2 separate regions of the Mus musculus genome follow, and region 2 is linked to region 1. The links are chromatin contacts, called in public Micro-C maps. All regions are on one chromosome and are shown on one strand. Each heading gives the region's core, a stretch centred on a gene start, on an enhancer-like site or on the middle of the called end of the contact. The rest is flanking DNA. Distances are from core to core; before and after follow the strand shown. Region 1 holds the start of Tagln (transgelin). Region 2 holds the start of Cep164 (centrosomal protein 164).

Region 1 (4,057 bases), core at 461-2,960:
CTTGATCCCACCAAGCCACCCATTGATTCTGTAAACATGTGACCCTTGCTCCAAGCATTGCTTACAGGAGCAGGATACTGAAAGTGTGTCTGTGCCCTCTCCTGATAACCCCTCCCTTCAGCAGGCACACAGCACCTGACTACCCACCACGTATGTAAACGTCAGTATCCTTTCCAGCCAGCTCTGCAGATGGGTGTCCAGGCTGTGCCATGATGCACCTCAAGTGGGCAGAGCCCTTGCAGGCCAAGGTTTTAAAGGCTGTTCAGGAATGGATGGCAAGCAGGATCTAAGAGGAGGGGGGGTTGTTGTTGTTTGGGGGGGGGGTGGTTTTGGTTTGTTTTTTTTGAGACAGGGTTTCTCTGTGTGGCCCTGGCCCTCCTGGAACCCACTCTGTAGACCAGGCTGGCCTTGAACTCAGAAATCTGCCTGCCTCTGCCTCCCGAGTGCTGGGATTAAAGGCGTGTGCCCATCGAGGAGGGAGATTTTATTTAGATTATAAAAAGGACGGGATTTGGGGAATCCTGTCTAGTGAATTCAGGACGTAATCAGTGGCTGGAAAGCAAGAGCTCTAGAGGAGCTCCAGCTTATTATGACCCTTCCTTCAGATGCCACAAGGAGGTGCTGGAGTTCTATGCACCAATAGCTTAAACCAGCCAGGCTGGCTGTAGTGGATTGAGCGTCTGAGGCTGCACCTCTCTGGCCTGCAGCCAGTTCTGGGTGAGACTGACCCTGCCTGAGGGTTCTCTCCTTCCCTCTCTCTACTCCTTTCTCCCTCTCCCTCTCCCTCTCTCTGTTTCCTGAGGTTTCCAGAATTGGGGATGGGACTCAGAGACACCACTAAAGCCTTACCTTTTAAGAAGTTGCATTCAGTGAGTGTGTGAGACATAGCACAGATAGGGGCAGAGGAGAGCTGGTTCTGTCTCCACTGTGTTTGGTCTTGGGTACTGAACTCAGACCATCAGGTGTGATAGCAGTTGTCTTTAACCCTAACCCTGAGCCTGTCTCACCTGTCCCTTCCCAAGACCACTGAAGCTAGGTGCAAGATAAGTGGGGACCCTTTCTGAGGTGGTAGGATCTTTCACGATAAGGACTATTTTGAAGGGAGGGAGGGTGACACTGTCCTAGTCCTCTTACCCTAGTGTCTCCAGCCTTGCCAGGCCTTAAACATCCGCCCATTGTCACCGCTCTAGAAGGGGCCAGGGTTGACTTGCTGCTAAACAAGGCACTCCCTAGAGAAGCACCCGCTAGAAGCATACCATACCTGTGGGCAGGATGACCCATGTTCTGCCATGCACTTGGTAGCCTTGGAAAGGCCACTTTGAACCTCAATTTTCTCAACTGTTAAATGGAGTGGTAACTGCTATCTCATAATAAAGGGGAACGTGAAAGGAAGGCGTTTGCATAGTGCCTGGTTGTGCAGCCAGGCTGCAGTCAAGACTAGTTCCCACCAACTCGATTTTAAAGCCTTGCAAGAAGGTGGCTTGTTTGTCCCTTGCAGGTTCCTTTGTCGGGCCAAACTCTAGAATGCCTCCCCCTTTCTTTCTCATTGAAGAGCAGACCCAAGTCCGGGTAACAAGGAAGGGTTTCAGGGTCCTGCCCATAAAAGGTTTTTCCCGGCCGCCCTCAGCACCGCCCCGCCCCGACCCCCGCAGCATCTCCAAAGCATGCAGAGAATGTCTCCGGCTGCCCCCGACAGACTGCTCCAACTTGGTGTCTTTCCCCAAATATGGAGCCTGTGTGGAGTGAGTGGGGCGGCCCGGGGTGGTGAGCCAAGCAGACTTCCATGGGCAGGGAGGGGCGCCAGCGGGCGGCAGAGGGGTGACATCACTGCCTAGGCGGCCTTTAAACCCCTCACCCAGCCGGCGCCCCGGCCCGTCTGCCCCAGCCCAGACACCGAAGCTACTCTCCTTCCAGTCCACAAACGACCAAGCCTTGTAAGTGCAAGTCATGGGAGCAGAAGGGCTGTGGGCTCAATTAGATCCCCTAGTCTCTTCTAGTTTGCTGGGTGGAATTGGGTCCCTAGAGACCATTCTCTGTGTTAGACAAAAAGTCTGGGTTAAAATGCCTAGGATGATTTGACTGGGGCAAAAGAATAAATGGGGTGAGAGGGAGGCTCAAATTTCAGTCACTGTCCCACCCATAGGTGTATGGGCTATGTGTTAGGCCCAAAGAGGTGACAAATGAGGCCAAGGGAACAACTCCATCTTTGGATCTCCAAGAAGGTGAGGGGCTAAGTTCTGGAAAGCAGTGACCCACTGATGGTCCCCAGGGCTAATGCAACTCGGGGGAGCCAGGAGGTAGCCCCCTCAGGCAGTGGAGGACTAAAGATCTTATTTTTTGTAGCGCTAGGGATCAAACCCCAGGGCGCTATGTGTGGCAGGCATGTGCTCCATCTACCACAGAAGTTTAATGCTTCAGACTAGCCTGGGATAGGGCCTGCTTTTTCTTTCCTTTTCTCTCTCTCTCTCTCTCTCTCTCTCTCTCTCTCTCTCTCTCTCTCTCTCTTTCTTTCCTTTTCTCTCTTTCACTCTCTCTTTCTAATTTTCTTTTTCTTTTTTTCTTTCTTTTCTTTAGACAGGGTTTCTCTGTGTAGCCCTGGCTGTTCTGGAACTCACTCTTTAGACCAGGCTGGCCTCGAACTCAGAAATCTACCTGCCTCTGCCTCCCAAGTGCTGGGATTAAAGGCGTGTGCCACCACTGCCCAGCTAAGGTTTGCTTTTTCATGGCAGCTTGGTCCAGTTTGAAAGTAGGAGGTCAGTCCACTGTAGGCAGATAGGTGACAGGTGGCAGATAGGTGACAGATAGGTGACAGGTGGAGGAGCTTTGGAACTGGGACTGGACAGCCCTGGGACCCCTGTTCCTCCCAAAGGGTCTTGGTGGTTCCCCTTGGGGCTCTCTAAAGGATGTCAGTGGGCTGTTGCCACATCTATATAAGAGGACTAGTCTTCTGGAATTTAGGTGTGATCTCTCAGGGATGCAGAAATGCTCACCCTTACTGTCATTTTATGGGCTGAGGTACCACAGGCAGATATACCCTGGTTCTGCTTGTTGTCCAGGGTCTCTGCTACATGGAGGCCCCTTTCCACAGCCTAACCTCTCTACCTGCTGACAGGAGGGCTGGATGGCCACAGGCATCCAAGCTGCGCATCATGCAGGTGTTTTGCGTTGGAGCTTTTGTCTAGAAATACCCTGGTGGGCTGCCAAACCACCACCCATATCCCTCTCTCCTCTCTGCTGCCTCTAAGATGACAGCTTGATTTTTCTTATAGTGATTTTTTTTTTTGGTTTTGTTTTTTTGTTTGTTTTAAGTTAGCATACAAAGTAATACATTTCATCATGGCATTTGGACATACATATATATTTTATTTGCTCTCCTGGCCTCTTCTCAAAGAGACTTCTCTGGACTTTCTTGTATTTTTGGTTGTGAGCCTAGCCTTTAACGGCTGAGCCATCTCTCCAGCCCTTCTTTGGACTTTCTACTTCATACTTCCCACCAGTCTGGGAAGAAGGGCACATGGAATCTTGAGAGCATGACCTGACCCAGACCTGACAGATGTCAAGGCTGCAGTGTATGCTCTTGTTGCTACGGCTTGTTCTTAGTCCTGCAGTTCAGAACTTTCTGGAGACTGAGAAGTGCATGTGAGGACACTCTCCTCCCATCTTTTCCTCTAGTGGCTAGTGATGTTTGGTTTTTTGTTTTGAGACAGGGTTTCTCTGTATAGCCCTAGCTATCCTGGAACTCACTTTGTAGATCAGGCTGGCCTCCAACTCAGAAATCTGCCTGCCTCTGCCTCCCGAGTGCTGGGACTAAAGGCGTGCGCCACCACTGTCCAGTCAGGAGTAGAAGGAAACTGTAAGGTGCTTGAGACAGGCTGAGTAGAGGCTAGGAGGAAGGGGCTCCGCAGTCACCGGCTCCATGACTCTGTGACTTTTGTGGTTCCTTGTCGCAGCGGTTCCTGGTGGTGGTGGTGGTCGGGGGTTGGGGGGAGGGGGCAGGCCACACAGTGGGGTGTGGGAGGGAATAGCTGTTGACAACTTCCCAACAGAAACCAGGCTT
Region 2 (3,895 bases), core at 462-2,961, 110 kb after region 1:
GGTGTGAGCCACCACTGCCCAGCTCTTTCTTTCTTGAGGCAGCAGCTCACTATACAGTCCTGGAACTGGATATGTAGACCTTGCCAGTCTAGAATTCATAGAAATCTGCTTGTCTCTATCATTCTTTCTCCTCCTCCTCCTCCTCCTCCTCCTCCTCCTCCTCCTCCTCCTCCTCCTCCTCCTCCTCCTCCTTATTTTTGACTTTTTCCTGACAGGGTTATTCTGTGTTACAGCCTGACAGTCTTGGAACTTATTTTGTAGACCTGGCTGGACTTGAACCCACAAAGATATGACTGTCTCTGCCTTCTGGATGTTGGGAATAAAGGCTTTGGGATTCAGTGTGGTTCAGTCACCACTATCTAGCTGCTTTTTTCAAAAAATATTTTATTCTTTTATGTGTTCCAGTGTTTTGCCTGCAGGTATGTCTGTGTACCACATGTCTGTGTTCACATGTGTTTGCCTGGTGTGGGTAGAAGCCAGAAGAGGTGTTGGATCCTCTGGAACTAGAGTTTCTGCTGGTTGTGAGCTGCCTCGTGCTTGCTGGGAATCAGACTCTGGTCCTCCCGCAGAGCAGCAGGTGTTGGCAGCTGCTGAGCTGGTTCTACAGCCTCAGATGGCAAGTCTTGTGTATAGGAAGCTATGGGCAGTGTTTAGTTATGTCTGATATAGTCATGATATGGCATCTCTTCTATGTCTGGTCCAGTGGCCCCTTGGGGACACTTTTAAAGATTGTGATGATAATGAGGAGCAGTGATTTTTTTCCCCATCTGTGGTGAGAATAAAGGAATTGCAGAAAGATTTGACGTTAAACATGAGAAACACATCCTGATGTCTGGTTTGAGATCCCTAGTAACAACACTCGCAATTTCTCCTTGTCGGCTTAGACTCTAGCGGCGCAGGACTCGGTTTTAAATTTACAATAGTAGAGTGGGAGAGATGATGGTTCAGCCGTTGAGAGCACTGTTGTTCTTGCAGACGACCTAGGTTTGGTTTCTAGCACCCACAAGGTGGCGCACAACTGCTTACAACTCCAGTTTCAGGGGATGCAGTGCCCTCTTCTGGCCTCCATGACTATCAGGTATAATGTAGACAAAACATCCACACACTTAAAATTTTTTTTGAGACAGGGTCTCACTGTGTAGTCCCAGCTGGCTTGAAACTCACTATATAGACCAGGCTAGTCTCAAACGCACAGAGATCTGTCTGCTTTGTGCCCCAAGTGGTGGCATTAAGGGCTTGTGTTATCAGATCCCGGTCCACGTATAATACATTAAAAGGAAAAAGTTAGTAGGCAGCTCTCTTGACAACCGAGTCATCTCTCCAACCCCTTCATAGTTCTTTTATTAAGGGCCCAATCAATAGGTTGACCACTGATAATCACTGTTGTTCGCGTGATTTTACTCGACCTTTACAAAATGATGGTCTATAAATGATTGTTAATTTTGCTTAATTAATAGTAATAGTAGATTATTATTAATATTATGAATGCTTCCTTTCGTCCGCGGGAGAAATTCTCTTATCTACCTTCAGGTCTCTCTTTTAACCTCTTTGTGGTGGGAGTGGGATTGTGCTTATTCACTATTTTGAACTACAACTTTCAGGATGCAACGGGCAAAGCCTCGTGGGGGAACTTCAACCAATCCAATGCCAACGCTCTCAGTCAGCGACCTATTGGCTCTTGGTAGAGGCGGGCCTCTCAGTTGCTAGGCCAGTGCCTTTCCGGAAGTGGTTGCTGGTCGCTGCAGGGCAACACCCCGGCGTCCCTGGAAGCGGGGAGCCGGACACCCCGGCGTCCCTGGAAGGTGGGGGGCCGGGGTGGTGCTGGGGAGGAGGCGCAGAGCCATCCTCCCGGAAACCCCGGATCGGGGACAGGTGAGATCTCGGAGCCAGGCTTGGTGGCGTGGCAGGAGTTTGCAGGGAGCTGAAGCGTTGTGAGGTGTTGCTGCGCGGGAACTAAGCTGGGAGAGAAGAGCCCTCCGGCGTGCGGGGCCTGGCTTTCTAGCCTCTCCTGAATCTACACCCTACCGCCATTGCCCAGCCCATTCCTGGGCTATCCCAAGTTCAGCCAAGCGCATGGCATCTTTCGGCCAGCTGGGCAAGAGAGGAGGTTTGGGGTTTTCTTTGCACTGATTCAGGAATCTACGCCCGGAACCGCTGCCCTCTTCTTGGCCTCGGTGACTCGCCCTCGCGCGTCTGCCAGCTCAGCCCTCTGCAGGCCCCTGCATGCTTTTCTCTGCACTCCATCTCTGGATTGCGACTAGAGCCTCCAGTTACCGGTTGCTCTGGGAAGTACTTGCTGCCTAGCCAGATACCTTACTCGAGCTTAGATGTGCTTGCGGATCATCTCCAACCCGCACCCCCCCCCCGCCGCCCCCCCCCCCGGACCTTCTATCAATGTCTCCCATGTTTCTTGTCTCAATGGAGAACTTCCTCAGTCACTTAGCCCACTCTACGCTGAGAATTCATTCCGCTGTCTGCAGTAGTCATCTGGCATGCTTCAGATTTCTTGGCAGTCGGCTTCTTGGCCTAAAATCACAGTGGACTGGCTGAAATCCTCTCTGCTTTCTCTCTTCTCTTCCTTCACCTAGCTGCGAGACCCTGCTATTCTCCTGCCCTCAGGATTAGCCGCTTTTCATTCAGGTAGCCACTGGCTTGGTTCATAATTTCTTGGCTGCGCTTTCAGAATAACTGCCTCTGATTTTGTCCCCTTTTTGATTGGTTCTTGTGCAGCTGTCAGTCACCTTTCCGAACGGTAACTCTCACCACCTCCAACTTTCTTTATGAAATTCCCATGGCAGCCCCTTATGAAGTCCTGTATACAGCTAAAGCCCTCGCAAGCCCGGACTCGCTGCTCCTTGTCCTTCATTCAAGCAGTCTCTGTATTTGATAAGTGGGGATAGTAAACCTCTAGCTGAGAGGCTGGGGTGGGATGGTGGCGAATAAAGCCCTTGGTACAGTTCTGCCGCATACAAGTGTTCCGGGAAGTGTGTGGTTAGTCCAAGTTTTTGTTGTTATAATTAATCCTTACCCCATCAAGCACATTTGCTGTGCTTGTGCTCCCCCCTCCCCTCCCCCTCATCCCTTCCCCCCTCCCACACTCGAATACTCACATATACACAGATACACACACACACTCACACACACATACACAGACACACACACACTCACATACTCACATATACACAGATACACACACACTCACACACACGTACACAGACACACACACACTCACATACTCACATATACACAGACACACACACACTCACACACACGTACACATCCACACACACACTCACATACTCACATATACACAGATACACACACACTCACACACACGTACACATCCACACACACACTCACATATGGAGTTGTTGTTTTGCAGTACTAGGGATTGAACTCAGGGCTTTGCACATGCTAGGCAGGCCCTAGTAGCCACTCCGTCCCATCAAGCTGCTTTGCTTCTGTTCATGGCGTTCCTTCTGCTTTAAATGTCCTTGCTCTAGGGGCCGGTGAGATAGCGGTGAGATAGCTCAGTTGGTAAAGTTTTTTTTTTTTTCTCTCTAAGCATGAGAACCCGAGTTAAGTCCCTTGTAAAAAAAGCCAGGCATGGTGGTTCCTGCTTGTGGTCTCAGTGCTGGAGACATAAAGGTAAGGGGATCCCTGGGGCTGGAGTTACAGGTGAGCTGCACCCCACAGAATCTAACCTGGGTGCTGGGAACTGACCTTAGGTTCCCTGGAAGGGCACCAGGCGCCCTTACCTTGAGCCGTCTCTGCAGCCCCAGCCACTCTGATTTCCCTCCTTCCACTCTGGCTTCCGTTTCAGCCTGTGTGGGAAAAGTGCTTTTGAACGGGCAGCTCTGTAGGACAAAGGCCGAATCTGCAGCATGGCTTTGGT

The links. A called contact is a pair of places that touch in the nucleus more often than the background predicts.
Region 2: a contact with region 1 is called in a Micro-C map of embryonic stem cells, with 6 times the contacts expected there. The contact joins the promoter of Cep164 here to the promoter of Tagln in region 1. A contact is called at or near these places in 5 of 39 promoter capture datasets (the 3T3-L1 cell line, embryonic stem cells, hippocampal neurons and 1 more), 1 of 15 datasets of contacts at CTCF or cohesin (embryonic stem cells), 29 of 484 Hi-C or Micro-C datasets (B cells, the C2C12 cell line, CD4 T cells and 17 more), 8 of 115 datasets of contacts at active chromatin or transcription factors (double positive thymocytes, embryonic stem cells, neural tube and 2 more) and 5 of 9 other capture datasets (adipose tissue, embryonic stem cells, embryonic tail and 2 more).

What each region holds. Positions count from the first base shown.
Region 1 is chr9:45,933,711-45,937,767 of GRCm38.p6, reverse strand. It overlaps Tagln (transgelin), which reads left to right and starts at 1,710. Exons shown (of 5, transcript NM_011526.5): 1 at 1,710-1,934.
Region 2 is chr9:45,826,479-45,830,373 of GRCm38.p6, reverse strand. Cep164 (centrosomal protein 164) reads left to right here and starts at 1,711. Exons shown (of 30, transcript NM_001081373.3): 1 at 1,711-1,872.